Regions from separate parts of the Mus musculus genome. Here region 2 is linked to region 1. The links are chromatin contacts, called in public HiChIP or PLAC-seq maps. All regions are on one chromosome and are shown on one strand. The core of a region is the stretch at or near the end of the contact, and the rest is flanking DNA. Distances in the headings are between cores, read along the strand shown.

Region 1 (5,896 bases), core at 2,018-4,517:
ACTTTTTAATCTAGAAATAAATAAGCCTAATAAGAGATAGAATCTTAAGCCGGGTGTGGTGGTGCACACGTTTAATCCCAGCACTCAGGAGGCAAAGGCTGGTGGATTTCTGAGTTCGAGGCCAGCATGGTCTACAAAGTGAGTTCCAGGACAGCCAGGGCTACACAGAGAAACCCTGTTTCCAAAAAACCAAAAGAAAAAAAGAGAGAGAGAGAGAGAGATAGAATCATGAAAATCATGCAAAATTTTATTAGAATATATAAATACCCATATAAATGGATAGCTAACTCATACCTGTAGATGTAAAGAGTCAATATTATTGGCAGAGTAATTGAGGTAAATTTATAAATTTCACACTACAGGCATTTTTTCTGGTGATGTGCTCTACAATGTTGCGCTTCATTTTGTTGTTTATAAAAACTGATCATAAAATTGAATTCTTTCTACAGGGGTTTTAAACATAAACAAAGTCGCATCTGCCATTTTTCTCTGGCCAGTGATTTCTAGGTTGTATAATGAGCTGGGGACTTAAGAAGAGGACAATGTCCTGTTTTTCTCCTCAGTATAAACTGTGATCTCATGGAACATAATACATTTTAGGCTATGAGAAAAAAAATCCCATAGTGCAGCACAGGGTGACGGGACATCTGTGGACCCTTCTCAGCAGCCTTCTGGATACATGAAGAGGCCAGCTGCACACCCTCAGGCTCGACGCAGGCCACTTGTCTAGGTCAGGCCTTGAACTCCAGGCTGGCCTAGCACAGCAGGGGAAGATTCTGGTCTGCCTTTGTCCCACAGAAATGTTCCTTGGAGTTCTTCCACACCGATCTGATTCTCTTCTAGAATGTTCTTTGTAGTAGAATATTCCACATTGGAGTTATGCTAGGTCGGCTCCCATTTACAACTTTCATAAATATTCTGTTGGTTACAGGCTTTGTGAACAGTGATTCTTTTTCCTGTCAGCCCCTCAGGATTGATCTGTGACAAAAGTTTTCGTGCTCTCCTTGAGCATTTATTCCTTCTCTTGAAACATACATGTATGTCACGCATGCCTAAGTACATACATTTATTTGGGGAATCTGATTTCATCGCTCTTCCTTCTTGACTCCCATTGACAATTATAAAATTATAAAAATAACCACTGAAGCAGCTACCAAGAGTGCTGAGAGCCACCGAGCCATGCTGACTGGTAATGCAACATTGAGAACGAAACACTTTCTGTACCCTCTCATGACAATACTGTTGTTATTCAGTACTATTAAAGGAATAAAGAGTTAGCACAGGAATGAACCTGAACAGTGTGATTCTTGAGTCCTATGTCCTGGCCACACCCAAAGGAAGACAGAAATGTTGATTTTTCACAGAGAAATGATAGGTACCATGGCCCGATGCTATAAAATATGACTAAGATAACTATAAAATGTCTCATTTCTAAATACCGCATCTGCAAATAGGTCTGAATATGGAGTGATACCTTAGCCAATCTACTGACAAATCGATGGTCATGACGTTTCACGCAGGAACAGCAAGGGTGGCAGACAAACAGATGTCTCTAGAGAGAGAACGACAAACAGATGTCTCTAGAGAGAGAACACCACTCAGACAACTGGCAGATGGGGAGCCTAAAAGTGCAGCATGACTTCCACATGACCACAGACCTCAGCTCTACTGATAGAACACAAGGTAAAAATAAAAGCCTGGGGGAGGGAGACAGCCAAGTAACAGCACGGTATAGGATTTGGCCATGAGTTAGCCTGCTGTACCATAAATGTTGCTGCTGAGAAAATCTGCTTCTGGGGATGTATAACCCACATCGCATCACTGAGCAAAGCACAGACATGATTGAGCCACACAGGGCTTATTCTATTCCTTAAGTTATATCGTCCTATTACAAGATGAAAGCAGTATGATCATTGCTCTTAATTTATTGTAAAGGGCATTTAATCCTCTGAGCATAATCCTCACTAACGTAAGATGTCGTCCCAAAAGTAGAGATTCCTATTTTGCCCATAAGAAATATCCACAAAACTACATTTCACCAAAGGCTATGAGGCAAGAAAAGCCAGGGAGAGCAACAGGATGCCAAATTGATTCTGTTGGCTGAGCAGCATGGGGGCGTGGCTTTTACCTCCTGCATCTCATCTAGGAAAAAACAAAACAAAACCACATCAGTTACTTCCAATTTGCATTAGTTATGCAACAACCATTACAGTTCGGAACTAAACAGGACCCTTAACACTCAACTGACATTAACTGAATTTTAAGAACACCGTACTTCACAAATGTGAGAGTTCATGAGGGAATCTAATATTTGGAACTTCACACTCCCGAGAGGGTTATAGTTATTTATGACTAAAGTTTCCACACCAGCAACAGAAGACCAATGGGAGAATCTTAACCTGAAACTTTGTCATGAGCACACATAGCAAGGAATTATGGTAATCCTTCACACCAAATTTGCGGACTTTTGGTTAAGTGAAATAGATTGGAAAGAATGTGCAAAAACTAGGCAGAAATCTCGGTCCTGTGTGAACAGAACGATATTATAGAAAGTAAGTAAGGTTCGCTCTGGGTGTGGAAATCCTAGTAGAATATTCCAGAAAGAGTTTTGTTTTGTTTTGTTTTGTTTCTGCAGAGTTTGGCTAGATCTGGAGGTCACCAGAAGACAAGCATCTGCCCTATGGATAAGGAACAGCCAGAGCCTCAGGAACAGAGCTTTGAGAGACCACACAGTTTCTGACCCTGTCATGCGACACACATCTGAGGAGAGGATACGATGGTCCTGAAGGCTGTTCTAGGCTCTGCAGACTTAGCATGGCCCGGTTTCTGCAGGTAAAGAGCAATTAGAAATGAGTGGGCAGCAGACAGAGCCCAGCCAGCTTTTCCCTGAGGCAGGATTTCTTACCAGTACGACCAGTTCATCCTGACTTGGAAGGAATGCTTTGAAAGATAGAAGCATCCCTGGTATGAGACTGAAAGGCTCTCCTCAACCGAAAGTCTGTGTAGTTCTGTGAAAACAACCCACAGGCACACTGTACATACGAAGAGCACATTAGGCCAAATTGAAACCCAAAGTCAGGAAGCTGGGCTGTGATCTCAACTGTGAAGAAAAACTCAGGCCTAGAACACCAAAAGCAGCAAATGGCTGCTTTTGAGTCTTGGCCCATCCCCCACTTCTCTGACCTTTCCATCCTAAGTGTTTCAGAGGACAACTGGCCCAACCCCTTTATGTGTTTTCCTTCCCCTGGCACTTTGCTGTTAACCGGAGAAAATTGGCCAGAGTTCAAAAGCAAGAACTAGTCACTCAGAGTCACAGGAGGACAATGGCCACAGCACAATAAGTGTGGCTCTCTGTTTTACCCATAAGCCTCAAAGAAGTGAATTGAGAAGAAAAGACAGGCAAACATACTGTGAGGCTCAGCGATAAACTTTATCAAATGTCAGGGAATGAAGACCAGAGATGGTCACTGGCTCAGCCTCAAATAAGCATCGATGCTGGGCTTCAGGTCCAAACCTAATTCCAAGCCTTGGCACCCAACCCTGTTATCTACTGCCTTTCCTCTCAAATTTTCTAAGATTCAAATTAAAATTTAGGAACCAGCCAAAAGGAGAGAGAAATAATATACACACTCTGCTTATAACTCTTGGCACAGAAGGAATCCTTCAAACATTTAGAAACAGAGTTTAGATTCCACTGCAGTCTTCAAAGTAGGAATCGTTTGCTTTGAAAATGCCTTGAAGTTTTGGAAGCTGTGTATGTGAGTTGCCTGGTGTTTAATCTCTCTCATTAGTGGAAACTATGCACACACCGTTAAGCTCAGTGCAGAGTCAGCACTTACCCAGTTACATAAAAGAACACAGGCAACTCAGGTAAGAGTTTGCTCCAAATCTGAAGATAAATTCTTCTGCCGACTTTTGTTACAAGTGATTTCTAAAATATGTTACATGAATCAAATTAACTGAACTATCATGATCATTTTGCCAGGTACGGGTTGCTGGGGGCAGTGTCTGGTTTCTCCTGGGAATCAACCACAGCATTCATTCCTTGCTCACTAAGTTGTTCCATTACATTCCTATAGATGTTGGAAAGGCATCTTTGTGGTCATATCCATACTCCCGTGTCTCCCAGGCTTTAGCAATGCCCTCTGCATGCCCTTCCTGTAGGTATCTGATCTGGTTTTCAATGTCTCGGGAAGGTAACCGTTAAATGAAGGAAAACTTAATCATATGATAGATACTCTTTGAGTAGTGAACTAAACCCCCCCTTTAAAAATCCTGAATGCCAGTCTCTCTTAACACTCACCCACAGATCTGAAATCTACTTTACTCTTCCTAAGCTAAATACTGGCTTACTACGAGCCACACATGGCCATATTGGCAATGCCTAATCACCTTGATGATTGTTTAGTTAATAATTTGTCTTCTCAACACAACCACAAGCAACCAGAAGGGAGAAACCTGATTATCAGCAGAAGTCTTTTTTTTTCTGATATTTTCATTGAAAGATCGAATAAGTCTTCGGGTTGTATTTTTACAATCAATAACCAACGTTTATTTCTGGCTCAGGAGACAAGAACTCTTACCAGAAAACCAAGGATGGAAGTGAACCCCTGCTGGAGAGCTATTGAAATCTCCAACAAGCCACAGAGTTTTCGGGGCACTCTTAGCAAGCTCAAGGAAAACCCACTGTGCCAACAGTTAGATTAAAACAAGCTATTTCTAGAGTGTTAAGGCTCTATGTAATCTAACGCCTGCCAGGAATTGACAGAACTAGGCATTCTGAAGAGAAGCAGGATTCTCTGATGTGAACTTAAGCGAGATTGTAGAAAAGCCACAAGAAAGGTCATAACCTCTTCCCTTCCCAAGTCAGACTGTTCGTGTGTCAGTGTTGAGCTCCAAGTTTCATGGGTTTCTACATTTATTTAACACCATGCCACAATTTCTATACAATCCATGATATTATAGTGTGAATTAGAAATGTACATTAGATTTCTCACACTTTTCTTAGTTAAAAAAAAAGCATAATTAAGAAGCACATGTTGGATTAAATAGCAGCTTATCTATGTCTATCTACACAATTTACTTAAAAACAATCACTGGCTCTCCTAGTGTAAAACTCGAAAATGTACTTGACTTTCTTTGGAGTAGCCACCTTCAGCAGTAAGTGTCCTTAACCTTTGTCTAGTGGAACCCACATTTTGAAGTGATCAATGTTATGCCTAGAAGTAGTTTCCTCCCTCCAGGATAAGACTGAGTTCAACTTAATTTAAAGCAAGTACTTATTGAACATATTGGATGGTCCAGCAACTCTCACTGGTTGTGATAACAGTATTCCTCAAGCAACCTGTAGTTTTATAAGTCATTATAGCTCAGAAAGAATCCCATAAGGTAGGTCTCAGATAATAGAGCAGGCAGATAGAGAACAAAGGCTGTCATCAAAGGGCTTGGGACCCCACTGAATCATGACATCGCAAGATCTGATCTCATCTGTGTATCTAATAGAGTTTTGGAGCAGGTTGCATTCTTAGCAAATGGCCTGAGGTCTGAACAACGTCTATCAGAGACAGGAGTACTGACTGGTGATTAGAAGCCTCGGGGGAAGGCGGCACTCTTACATGTCTCTCTTTGAAGACTGGAAAGGATCCCCCCGAACCGCCCGTGACTCTGGATCTGCCATGAGCATCTTATGCTTACAGGGCCTGAGGACCTAGACACTGTTCCTTCTTTGGCTCCTTAGAACAGGTCCCTTGGATGAAGGTTTCTTATCAAGCTTAGCTGAGCAAGGAGTCACAGTGTCATTGGGAACAGTTGAAAGTTAGCACATAGGCCAAAAACATTAGGGTGGAAAACTAACTTTTTTTTCTTTTTTTTTTTTTTTTTTTTTTTTTTTAGATAT
Region 2 (5,896 bases), core at 1,757-4,256, 520 kb before region 1:
ATGGCCAATGGGTAGAGAAGGTTGAAGAGGACTTTCTAATTAGTTCTTGCTATAATATACATCAGCTGCCCAGTATTGGAACAAGGTAGGACCAGCTGTCATAACTGAGGAGAAAACCTTTAATTCCCTCTTCACTGCTCCTCCACAGCCCTACAGCTGGGCAACCATCTGTGACACACATCTATCTCCTACTGTTACAGGGACCACTAACACTCTAGATCACTGGCCAATTGAAAGGGAAATTTTTCTAACTGATTTTTGGTAATAGTTCCCAAAGGCCAAACTAGAAAGATTGTTCCGTTCTTGAGGCCAGATAGGAAACTCCTGATTTCTAAGAATGAAGGACACTTTGAAACGCTAGCGAAGAAAACCCTCGTGGTTTCCACAGTTCCCTTTCCTGGACTTCAATGATGAGACACTGAAAACTGTCATTAACCCTGACAGTGGAGTCCAGTGCTAACTGCTAATGGAGACTGGTGAATTCTCTGGCTAACCCTCAAGCCACCTTTTTTTCTAAGTATTTCTTTTTTGAGACAAGATTTCATAGAGCTCACAGCTCTATGTAGCCGAAGGTGACCTTGAACTCTTGATCTTTTTGAGCTCAGGCTGGCCTTGCATCTACTATGTAGCTGGAGATGGCCTTGAATTCTTGATCTTCCAGCCTCTAACTCCTGTGTGATAGGCTATAGGCCTGTGCAACTGTACTCATCCCCAGCTTTGTTTCTGAATTTCTGCTGGAGCTGCTCACATATTCCTGGAAGCTGGCACCTGACTGAGAAGCCTAAACTTGCTGGATTGAGCATGAGTGTGCAGTAGAAAGTGGATAAAGAGAAAAAATTATAGATTAAATAACCACACCCATGTGGTACGTGGGTTGTACAGTTTTGCATTCTTTCCTTTCCATCCTTTCACCATGAGTAGAGAAGTACAATTTAACCCATATGCCATTTTAAAGTCACCTTCTAGTAAGTCATAATCAGACGAGAACTTGAACATGACGTTAGAAGCAGAAACCAACTTGCTGAGAAATCATCCGGGCTTCCCCCAACAGTCATTTGAGTGGGTTTTTAGAAAAGTAGAAAATTTCCAATTCTAGACAGACTCTGGTTTTCAAATCTTTCCCATAGTCCTTCAAATATTGAGTCTTAGGTCCAGCTGCTCTCCTCATTATTGACATACTTTGTCTTGTGCCCTGGGAAATCAAAGTTTCATTCCAACCTGGATATAGATAAGGGCCCACTAAGTCAGACATAACTGTGAGGCAGGTTTGGGGGACTGGAGTTGGTAGCCATCTGCACACCCTAGAAAGATGCAGCATTGAAGATGATTAAGTGGAGAGAGCAAGGAAGGAACTGTCAAAGACAACATCTTTCTGATGTGTATGGTGATTTCACGGTGGACCTCTGCAGCTGGTGTGTGTGTCAGGGGAGGAGGATGAGAAAGGAGCTATAATAGACTTTGTACAGTGACTGGCTTGAAATTAAGAATCCCTATTAGCCCTAGCTCTGCCGGTGAAGTATGAAGCCTAAGGCATGTCAGTTCCCATCTTATTTTAAAAGCAAATAGATGAAGTAATTTATGCATCGATCTAGTGCTCTTTTCTTTGTTAGAAACTTCGTGATGAAACAGAAATGACACATTTTAGAGCAGAAGAGATCTTACAGTTGTATGCTCTATGGCCTGGTCTAGTGATATTCCTTAGTTTCTTATTCATAAACGGAAGAGAACAAAGGCCAGAAAGTTGTTATAAAAGGACAGCCAGCATCACAAACACTTTCCAAGGTTCCAGAATATAGATGACTGTAACCAGGAAGATCACCATATCCAATGGTGCCATGACCTAGTCTGAAATAGACACATGTTGGAGAGTGACAATTGCTGTGACGAGACTCTATGACTACCCAACTCTTATAAAGGAAAACATTTAATTGGGGCTGCCTTACAGTTTCTAGGTTAAGTCCATTTTCATCATGGCAGGAAGCATGGCAGCATCTGGGCAGGTGTGGTGCTGGGGAAGTAGCTGAGAGTTCTACATCTGGATCTGAAAGCACCAGGAAGAGAAAGAGACACTGGGTTTGGCTTGAGCATTTGAAACTTCGAAGCTACCTCCAGTGTGGCACACCTCCTCAACAAGGCCATGCCTCCTAATAGTACCACTCCCTCTGCACCTATGGAGGCCCTTTTCATTCAAACCACCACACAGGGGGCAGTGCTAGATTCACTTCTGTCCCTGGTGATAAATAGCCTGGTGTCTATGTAACTAAAAATAAAATAACGCAAACCTCTGGCTTGGTCTTTGAATAGAAAACTGATGCCACAGGCTTAAAAACATTATCAGCAGTTTGGGTTCCATTGCACCATATGCCTCAATCCAACTCTGTGGCCTGGAGAACGTCACTTGGAGAACGTCACTTGGCCCTCTTGGCTCTGCTAGGAAGTTCTCCTAGTGGAGGAGAAGGCGACAGCATGTGTCTGGCTGCTTCAATCCTGCCCGGGAAGTGCAAAGCCCCATCGGCTTAAAGGGATTGAAGAATGACTTCTTTGGATGATCTTCCTGGCGCTCTTGGACTCCTGTGTTGAGAACTGAGGGGTGAGGATTAGGGAGAAGCTCCAAAGACATTGGCTTAAGCTCATTGCCACTGTTTTGGCCAATTTAAGCACGTGTAGGAAAAACAGAGAAATAAATCCATATGGTATTACATTTTCACCAACAACGAACTACTCCTGTTTATAAGAAAAATGACCTTTAGGTAAATTTGATGCCTGGGAATCACCTGAAGAAAGATTATTTTTTTGAAAGCTGTTGTGCCTGTGTGAGCCAAGAGTACTTCACGGCTATGAATTTGACAATTCAGTCTCCACAAAGCAACTGTTTGATCCTAGCAGTGATTGGAACTCTGTCCTCTAGAGGGCAGGAATGTACCAGATTTAAAGAACATGGAGGCTTGCACTGTGCTAGGGAGGAGCCAAATGCCCTGCTTACACTGTGTGAAAGAGGAAGGGAGGGAAAGAGATTACCCTAAACTAGTCTCTTAGACTAGGAACAGTAGGAAATCTTGTCTTGAATATTGAATAAGGTATTTTTAAATTGATGTGTTTTATTTTTTTTTTTCTTGGTTTATCTTGGCTTTCCTCTGCACCAACCCAGCTGGTCCTTGTTTTCATTTTTGTAGTTTTGTTTCGTTTTTCTTCAGATTTTGTACTTTGTATTCTAGGTTGGACATGAACTCACTATGTTGTTCAGGATAACCTCAAATTCCTGATGGCCCCGCCCCCACCTCCCACATGTTGGAATTATATGCATGTACCCACCACGCCCAGCTAAGAAATTCTTACAATGATTAAGCACCTTTTAGCTGAGACATTAACAGTAGAAGTAAGTTTCCTTGGCACAGCCCTTTCAGAGCGTGGGGAGACCAAGCCTGGAGCAGGGAATGGTGTCTTTTAACTCATTCTACAGATCCTGAGTAGCCTAACACAGGAGGATGCTCTGCAGATTAATCAGAAACTGAACATAAAAAGATCACTTGGGATGTTAAAACATAAGAACTGTCAGTCAAGATCTCTGGGATTGGCAGTCTGAGAGTCTTAGAAGGCCTTTTCTCCCATGCCATGGCTTTTCAGTTAACCCAGTGCTAGATGCTCTTTGTCTCCCTTGGAGAGAAATTGCCTTGAGAATATGCTTCATGTTGGCAGAGGGATTGCACAGGGAGGTTTAAACAGCAGGCTGCCGAGAGTCCAGGACATGTTGAGGCATAACCTGCTGCCGGTGGACCATGCTGCTCCAGGCGTGACCTGGGAGTTACCGGCAGAGTTTCACACCATTGTTCCTGCTGCTCTGCTTGCTCTCCAAGGAGAGGAAGGCTTACACCACAGCTTTCCCAGGGTCCAGACACTTGCCAGCAGCTGACCCATCAGGAAATGGCCTCTCCCCTCTTCCTTCCCACATTCCTTCCTTCCTGAGCTTCCCCAGTCCAAGGTGTGGCCGCGCGCCCAGAAGATCTGCTCTGCTTGATTGACAAGCAAACAAAACCTTCCTCTTAGATAAGCAAGATCACAGGTCTGTAGGAAATCTATTTGTTTCTGGATGGAGCTTGTCTGCTCTCGCTGTCTCAATAGCTACAGTGCTGACTTCATAGTTTCTTATCATATCTTTAGGATGTGTGGAACAGTAAATCCTAAAACAATGAGCTCTGCTTTGTAACATTTTTTTTAACAGGCTAATTCACAGTGAAATACTACACTTTGTTCTACAGAGTTTATGGTGGTCTCCCTTGGAGTCCTTAGCCATTTGTACTGTGCAATAAGAAAGACTAGAAGAGAGATTTCCTTTTTGAACTTTCTTTTTAATTTAGTTCTTTAGAAATTTGTTATTCCTGACAAGAGCTGGGAATTCAGGAAAGGGTGCCCCTTGCCACTTTTGGGGAGAATCTTTTTAACACAGATGCAACCCAAGAGAGAATGACAGAAAACTGTGCAATATTTTGGCTCAACAAGGTTGTCCCTTGACTTTTACATTTGTGTAAATGGAGAGCCTTCTTGGGATTTTTTTTCTTTGTTGCCTCTTGTATGGCTCTAGGTAAACCTGTGTGTGTAGGTATGCATGTGTGTGCATGTGTGTGTGTATGCATAAAAGGACCAAAGGTAAACTACTTCCAGATTCATTTTAAAGCTGATGCCTACCCTAAGATCATTTAAGGAAGAGCAAACATGTTTCTTCTTTTTAAAAGAATTTTTAAAACATTTTTTTAATTGTTCGCAACGGTTATCACTAATATCAGGTCTAGGAAAAGAGTATCTGCAGCAGACATATTGTTTCATGTTTTATTTCCCAGATGGACAAAAGGGAGATATATACATAGAAGGGGTTGATAGCAATCTCCAGAACGGCCTGTTCGTAGCCTGCAAGATAGGTATTGTTATCCACGTTGATCAAATGAGAAAACTGGTGCTTGGGCAGGTGAGTGAATTGCTATATTTACTCAGCATGTAAAGTAGGATTAGTAATCGAATCCATGATCTCAGATTTCATGTTTTGCTTCTTTAAGAGTACGTTTATTTTTACTATGATGTTTTAAAATGAGCATCTGTAACATGTGACCAGGAACTCAACTTTTCCCTCCTCTCAGTGTCCAAACTAGAGCTGTCTATTCAGCATGAAGATGTTTTCTGTGGTTGTGGTGGTTTGGCTAGGTATAGTCCCAGAGATTCATGTGTTTGAATCCTTGGCCATAGGGAGTGGCACTATTAGAAGGTTTGGCTTTATTAGAGGAGTGTGGCCTTGCTATAGGAAATGTGTCACTGTTGAGGCAGACATGAGGTCTTAAATGTTCAAGCTACTCCCAGTGTGAAACATATTCAGGCTCCTAGCTGCTTTCAGATTAAGATGTAGAACTCTCAGCGCCATATCTGCCTGCATGCTGCCATGTTTCCCACCACAATGGACTGAACCTCTGAAACTGTAAACCAGCCCCAATTAGTTGTTTTCCTTTATGAGAGTCACCATGGTTGTGGTGTATTTTCACAGCAATAAAACCCTTCAAATATACAAGACAACGTGACATGTGGCCAAACAAAGAAAAGCACTAGGGTCAGTATATTTGTGGCTTAATTTTCTGGTTGTAGTTAGAGAATTTTAAGAAAGTTTATATTAGACTCCTTTCTTCCTCTTTTAAGAAAGGAAGGAAGGAAAGAAGGAAGGAAGGGAGAGAGAGAGAGAGAGAGAGAGAGAGAGAGAGAGAACACCAAGGAAACCTAACAACATTCATTTAAAGGTTTATATTTTTGTTTTTGTTGTTTGGTTTTTTTTGGTTTTTGGTTTTTTTATATCAAGCATCTGTTTTCAAATCACATTTGGCTGACTCAAGTGTAAAACAATAAATTCAAGAAACACTTG

Evidence for each region. HiChIP or PLAC-seq counts read pairs in DNA pulled down with a chosen protein or histone mark.
Region 2: a contact with region 1 is called in an H3K27ac HiChIP or PLAC-seq map of trophoblast stem cells, with 6 times the contacts expected there. The contact joins two enhancer-like sites. A contact is called at or near these places in 2 of 15 datasets of contacts at CTCF or cohesin (both in the NIH/3T3 cell line), 5 of 484 Hi-C or Micro-C datasets (the AtT-20 cell line, the HL-1 cell line, bone marrow-derived macrophages and 2 more), 4 of 115 datasets of contacts at active chromatin or transcription factors (T-cell acute lymphoblastic leukemia, embryonic stem cells, extraembryonic endoderm stem cells and 1 more) and 1 of 9 other capture datasets (embryonic stem cells).

The regions. Positions count from the first base shown.
Region 1 is chr13:110,442,437-110,448,332 of GRCm38.p6, reverse strand. No RefSeq gene overlaps it. Among named protein-coding and RNA genes, the nearest start is that of Plk2, 50 kb to the right of the region's middle. Within about 2 kb of position 3,267, at least 35 of the 459 cell types and tissues checked have an H3K27ac peak or open chromatin away from gene starts, as enhancers often do. A contact at or near this core is called in trophoblast stem cells and uterus, where this site is marked.
Region 2 is chr13:110,965,326-110,971,221 of GRCm38.p6, reverse strand. No RefSeq gene overlaps it. Among named protein-coding and RNA genes, the nearest start is that of 4930526H09Rik, 64 kb to the right of the region's middle. Within about 2 kb of position 3,006, at least 130 of the 459 cell types and tissues checked have an H3K27ac peak or open chromatin away from gene starts, as enhancers often do. A contact at or near this core is called in trophoblast stem cells and uterus, where this site is marked.